Regions from separate parts of the Mus musculus genome. Here region 1 is linked to region 2. The links are chromatin contacts, called in public promoter capture Hi-C maps. All regions are on one chromosome and are shown on one strand. Each heading gives the region's core, a stretch centred on a gene start, on an enhancer-like site or on the middle of the called end of the contact. The rest is flanking DNA. Distances are from core to core; before and after follow the strand shown.

What was found. Promoter capture Hi-C pulls out the DNA fragments that hold promoters and counts their contacts.
Region 1: a contact with region 2 is called in a promoter capture Hi-C map of cranial neural crest. The contact joins the enhancer-like site here to the promoter of Laptm4a in region 2. A contact is called at or near these places in 4 of 39 promoter capture datasets (cranial neural crest, hippocampal neurons, macrophages and 1 more) and 1 of 115 datasets of contacts at active chromatin or transcription factors (astrocytes).

Annotation. Positions count from the first base shown.
Region 1 is chr12:10,425,350-10,428,314 of GRCm38.p6, reverse strand. No RefSeq gene overlaps it. Among named protein-coding and RNA genes, the nearest start is that of Gm38407, 20 kb to the left of the region's middle. Within about 2 kb of position 1,689, at least 8 of the 459 cell types and tissues checked have an H3K27ac peak or open chromatin away from gene starts, as enhancers often do.
Region 2 is chr12:8,919,378-8,922,667 of GRCm38.p6, reverse strand. It overlaps Laptm4a (lysosomal-associated protein transmembrane 4A), which reads right to left and starts at 1,361. Exons shown (of 7, transcript NM_008640.2): 1 at 374-1,361. The coding sequence starts at 709.

The DNA of each region.
Region 1 (2,965 bases), core at 440-2,939, 1.5 Mb before region 2:
CAGCATTTGAAATGTAATAAAGTAAATACCCAATAAAAAAAGAAAAAGAAAAATGGATGCAGAAGCTATTCTAGATTAGAGAGGTCATACAAAGCCTCAAACAGAGGCTCAGATGAAAAGTAAAACAAACAAACAAAACCCCAAAACAAACAAAAACAAAAACCAAAGACCATGAAGATGAGATGATGCTTCTCTGCAGAGATGACAAACACCACAGAGGCCAAAGGACAGACAGTTGGCATTTAGAGCCCTATATTGCTTGTTTATGGTTGCATGTTTGCCATAAACTCATCTTTCCAGCTTTCCTAGATGAGTTCTTGTTAGCTTGAGTCTGAGTTATGGCAGGTAAAGTACACAGCTTCACTGGTGAATGTCGGCTAGCCAATTAACTCAGGTATCACAGTAGTGACAACAGCTGAAGGATGAGGAAGCCTGTCTTGCATAGCACACAGCTCATGCTGTCTGGAAGACATCAAGATGAAAGGCTTGATCATCCTGGATTCAGATCTCCCCCCTTTCATATCTGTCTCCCATTCTATCAGCCATAATATCCCAGAACAAGTTCTCCAAACTCTCTGAGCTTCATTTCCTCTTTGTGCAGAATGGAATGAGCGTGGAGTTTGTGACCTCTGTGGGGCTGCAAGGCTACTCTAGACTCGTTTCTTCATTTGTGAAGTGCAGACAGCAATGCCAGCCTCCTATTGACATCTTGAAGATTAAATAAGATGATGCATTTGCAGCTGTGCTGAGCAAAGTACTTGGGGCAGATGGGATTCATAATATTTAACCTCATCTTAAATAATTCAAAAAGATAAAAAAGCATTAGATATGTATAAGCCAGGTGTGGTGGAACATCCCTATAATCCCAGTGCTCAGGAGGCTGAGGCAGGAGGATAAATTGTTCAAGGTGCAGCCTGTATCATGGAGTGGGACCCTGTTACAAAGCCATAGTTGTGAGGATAGCTCAGTTAGATAAGCATTTTCTGTACAGTCATGAGGACCTGTATAAAGGGTTGGTGGAGTAGTGTGTGCCTATTAGCCCAGTGCTTCTGCAGGGAGATAAGGGGATCAGACCAGAAAAATCTTCAGAAACTAGCAGGCCAGATGCCCTGGTACTTGCAGGAATCAACCAAATAGGAAAAACAACAAACAAACAAACAAACAAACAAAAACCAACCCAAAATCAACCAACAAACAAAACCCCCAACTATCTCTAATATGGTAGAAGCTGAGTACCGACATCTAAAGCTTTACTTCAACTTTGCGCTTGCGCGCACGCGCGCGCGCACACACACACACACACACACACACACACACACACACACAGCATATGCGTACCCTTACTCCATATGAAATCACATATAACTTCCTGCACTTGTACATACTCAAATATGAAATAACTAACAGGCTAAAACAATACAAAACCAGCTATTTTGTTACTAATGTGCCTCTAGTTCCGTCCACTTAGAGTGCCATGCCAGGAAATTGGTGGGATGCTACATATGCTTAGCTGGCTGTAAGTCCTGGAAGTCCTCTCTGCAGTCTGCCCTCTCGCATGACCTTCGTTTTCTGCTAAATAATGCTGGGTCCTAACTGACAAAGCAGAGTCAGTGAAAGGAAATGTGTTCCAGGTGGTGTTTAGAGGTCTCGGGAACCACCAGCAGCCCACTTAACTGGTACAAAAGAGCAAGAGGTCCTATGTGAGACTTTCCATATGGAATCCTTTGTCTCTTCAGACCCTGGTCTCTGAATAGCTCAGTTGGCTGCTGCTCCAACTCAGCCAAATCTATGAAATATATTCATTTTCTGTCAGTTTATCCAGAAACTGGATAGGGCCTCCTTAAGATTATTTGTTTCGTAACAATGAGAATCTTGTATATCTGCACAACAATTTAAAATGCATGGACAGTTGCACATCTGTGATGTCAGACTCTACAAACAATGCTGGACCTTAGTCAAGGATCATTAACTTCCCTTCGGAGATGTCTCAGAAATGTCCAGGCTCATAAAGCCGAGAAAGCACAGAGTTAGGCTTGAATTCAGGTCTTCTGCATCTAAATAAATATTGACATGGCTAATCTCCAGAGTTTTACACTGTGCCAAGCTTGACTGAGTGACTTTACACAGTACCCTATCCATGCTTACATTTGTATGCTGCTGAGATAAAGTAACCTGATCCATGGCTCATCACTAGGGAGCACCAAGCTGAGATTAGAGCCTTGGCCACGCAGCTCCTACACCCAGTGCCACAGGTGGAAAAGGAAGCAAACAGCTTCTCCTCTGGTTGAGCTACCGGTTCATGTCCTTCATGTTTTTGCCTGATGTGTCCCTGTAAACTCACCCTTTGTGTTTCTTTTCATCTCTACCATCCCTGTTTCCCTGATCACCTCAGCCCTATTGGTTTAATTAATTCCATGCTTTACCCACGCCTTCTTTTGTTCCAATTCAAGCTCTGTGAATGAAGGCAGCTGATATAGTCACTATGGATGCTGAAATGGTTGCTTCATACTGTCAACCTGACAGGACCGAAAACCAATGAGGAGGCAAGCTTTTGGGCATTATTCCTGTAAGAGATGTTCTAGACTGGGTGAATTAGGGTGGCAAGACCTACTTTAGACATACATGGCCTCGTTCCATTATAAGGGGTCCTGGATCAAACACCAGTGAGAGCAAGTCAGTCCCCCTCTGCTTCCTGATGATGGACACAATGTGACCAGCTGCTTCAGTCTTCTGCTGTGGTAGACTGGGTCCTGGAACTGTGAACCAGAATAAATTGTTCTTCCTTTAAAGTGCTTAGGCCAGATGTTTTCATCACAGCCATAAGAAAAGTAGTCCAAAGACACAGAGCTTAATATATGAGGCAAACCCCCATAGATACAGAACCTAGGCTCTAAATGGTTTATCCTGCTGCTGCTCCAATAAGTCTGTGAAGTGTATTTTCTTCTGTCACCTTATCTATGATAGA
Region 2 (3,290 bases), core at 112-2,611:
GACTCAAAACAGAGACCTCTGGCTACATCACCGAACGCCTCAACAAAAACTGCAGGAGGCACCCGAACTGGATTTCGCTTTCGATTCGGACAAAACGTCCGAACTGGCTGCATAACTGCGGGACAATAATTGTTTCGATGGGGGGGTGGGGCGGGATGAGGGTTGCGCACTTCCCGAACCCGAAATGACGATCCTATTCCCATCCCCTCCCAAATCCTGGGGAGCCCCATCTCGTAAAGCCTCAGTTCACAGTTAAAAGCACCCCGAAAAGTAGCGCCCCAACAACTTTCACGTCCCCGCCCCCTGCCCACCAGGCCCACTTGTCGCGCAGGCGCACTGGCCTGGTGGAGCGGCCCTGCCAGCCAGCCCTTACCATGTACCAGGTCCCCAGGATGATCGTCCCGGTGCGGACATGGCAACAGCCGCAGCACCGGGTGCTGTAGAACCGGTCGCTGCGGCTCCGTTTGAAAGTCATGGACACCATCCGGAACCTCGCGGGCCTCGTTCTCGCCCAGGCCCCTGACAAAAGCTTTCGGCCCAGCGGTTCAACCCAGACGACTCTACGACGGTGTCCACAGCCAAAGGACGCGTCTTCTGGCCCGCCCTCGGCCCGGGCCCTTGCCAACTCCTGTGCGCCTGCGCTCTGGGCGCCCGGCGCCGCTCTCGCGGGACGTCGGCTCGGAATCTCTCCCTCCGCCTTCTGCCACATACAGACCAACGAAGAGCGGAAGGCCGGGCTACCTGGCTTCTGATTGGAGAAGATGTGGAGATTGAAACAGATCACGCCCAATCAAAAGTTCAACTCTCTCCGGCGCTGTTTGACCGCGGTGCGCGTGGCTGGGCTCGCTGTCGGGGGCTGTAGGAATTGAGGGTAACTCGGTAATTCACCGTCTCCCAGACGAGCTCCGCAAGGAGGAGAAGGGTGAAACAAGACGGAGTTGGTGGCAGACAGCGGGCACGGAGATTTTTGGCGCTGTCTTTCGCCACGTTGTCTTTGTCACTGCGAGGCCCACGTGACGTATTCGTGCTCTATTGTTGGGCCTGTCGGGGCGTGCCTGCGGGAAGGGGCGTGGCTACCATTCTGGCGTGGCCCTCTAGGCTCAGACCAGAAAGGAGGGCTCGCAAGTAGGCTAAAGGATTGGATTTCTGTCCTTCCCCCATCTCTCTGAAGCCTACTTAGAGGGAGCCAATAAATACCACTGGACTCTGCCAAAGGCCAAGGGATTAAGGAAAATGACAGCATGATAAAGTGGAGAAACCGCTTAGCTGTTGAGTTTATACAGATAATAGTGATTTTTTTTTTCTTCTTGAAGAGAAAGATTGTGAAGGACATTGAAATAGGCCAGAAAAACAAGCAAAAAAAAAAAAAAAAAATAGAGAATGAGAGAGTGTGTCTTAAGTGAGAAACAAGCCACACTTTTCTGCATGCTCTGATGCCAGAGTGAGCCTCAACTTTCTGTGGGATGCTGGACATTTCTACAGCATGTTACACGAGACTCACTGACTCATACCTCTTCTCAGAGAAAGCCATTTGACATAAGTTGGGTGATTCAGTTATCATTTTTACTTCAACAATGGGTGCTTTATATTCACTCTATAGTTCCTTCTAACATCTTATGATCCTCATTAACTGAGTCAAGTTTTTGACTGAATTTATTTTGTATTTGTTTTAAGATTTGTGGCTATCAGCCGGGCTGTGGTGGCGCACGCCTTTAATCCCAGCACTTGGGAGGCAGAGGCAGGTGGATTTCTGAGTTCAAGGCCAGCCTGGGCTATGCAGAGAAACCCTGTCTCAAAAACAAACAAACAAACAAACAAGGCTTGTAGCTACCTTGAGAAGGAATGAAACTGTACCATAGTGTGCAGCTGTGGATAATAGGCATAATCAAATAAACACTGAATAATTTCAAAGAACCTCAAAAGTATTTTGGAAAGAGGAAGGGAAGAGATGTCAGGACAAAATCCATGCCTTTACCATAATTTAAGCCAGTAGACAATGCTAGAATTTTATTAATGAAAATATAGTATATATGAAGAGGTGGTAAGTGGGTAAAGTGCTTGCAAAGCAATCGTGAGGATTCATGGAAAACCAGACGCTGTGGCTTTACCTTTCTGTAAAACCCAGCTGTTACAGCCAGACAGATGTCTTGAGTGAGGAGACATCCCTGCAAGCTCTCTGGCCAGCTAGCCTAGTGTATGAGGAAGCAAATGAGGGGGATGCAGGATTTGTGGGTCTTTAAGGTTCCTAGAATATGTGTGTGAGTGAAAAAACGCTACATGTGTAGCAGTCGCTAGAGGAAGCCAGAAGCAGACATAAGATCCCCCTGGAGCTGAAATTGCAGGCTGCCTGATGTGGGTCCTGGGAACTGAACTCTAGGCATCTGAAAGAGCAGAAAACACTTGGTTTTTTAGAAGACTGTGTTTTATGTATATGAGTGTTTTGCCTACCATAATTGAAGCCAGTAGACAATGCTAGAAGTTTATTAATGAAAATATACTATATATGTCTGTTAAGAACATGGACTGGGCATAAGGAGATGGCTCAGTGGGTAAAGTGCCCACTGGAGGCCAGAAAAGGGTGTTGGATTCTCAGGAACTGTTGTTACGACTGGTTGTAAGCCTCCATGTTGGTACTCGGAACCAAACCCAGGTCCTCAAGTGTTCTTAACCACTGAGTTATCTTCCCAGCCCCTCTTTAATTCATAGTCTCAATTTCCCTTCCCCGTTCTTTCTCTTTTCCTTTCTATTTTTGTTTTATGACATGATCGCAACCTAGCCTCCAGCTCACTATGTAGCTTAGGATGCTCTTCAGTTTCTGACCCCCTTGCTTCTGTCTCCTGATCCCCTACCTACGTCTGTCACAAATCCAGGGTTTGTGCATGCTAGGTAAACTGTACCGAGCTACTTCTCCAACACTTACAATCTTATTTCTTGTTCAAAAAAATATTTATGCTTGGTGCCTGCCTTTCTCACTTTTCCCTTCGATCTGCCCTCTCCCCATGCTGTTGCTGTTAAACCTAGCCTTATAACCCTAAAAGCCTCTCATGGTTGAGCTTTGCCATACCTGACCTTTTTCTTACTTGATACTCCTGGGAATCTATTGATCACCTCATCCCCTTTATTCTGACAATCATATTTTGTCACAGCCATGCATAGGTTGTATAAGCCTACCTTCTCAAGCCCCCTTATTCATCATGCCCACAACCCCATTGGCCCTTCTGTTCTTGCTTTGTTTCAAGGCTATCTTTGATGCTTATGGCCAACTAATCTTCCCATCTTTGTATTTGTCT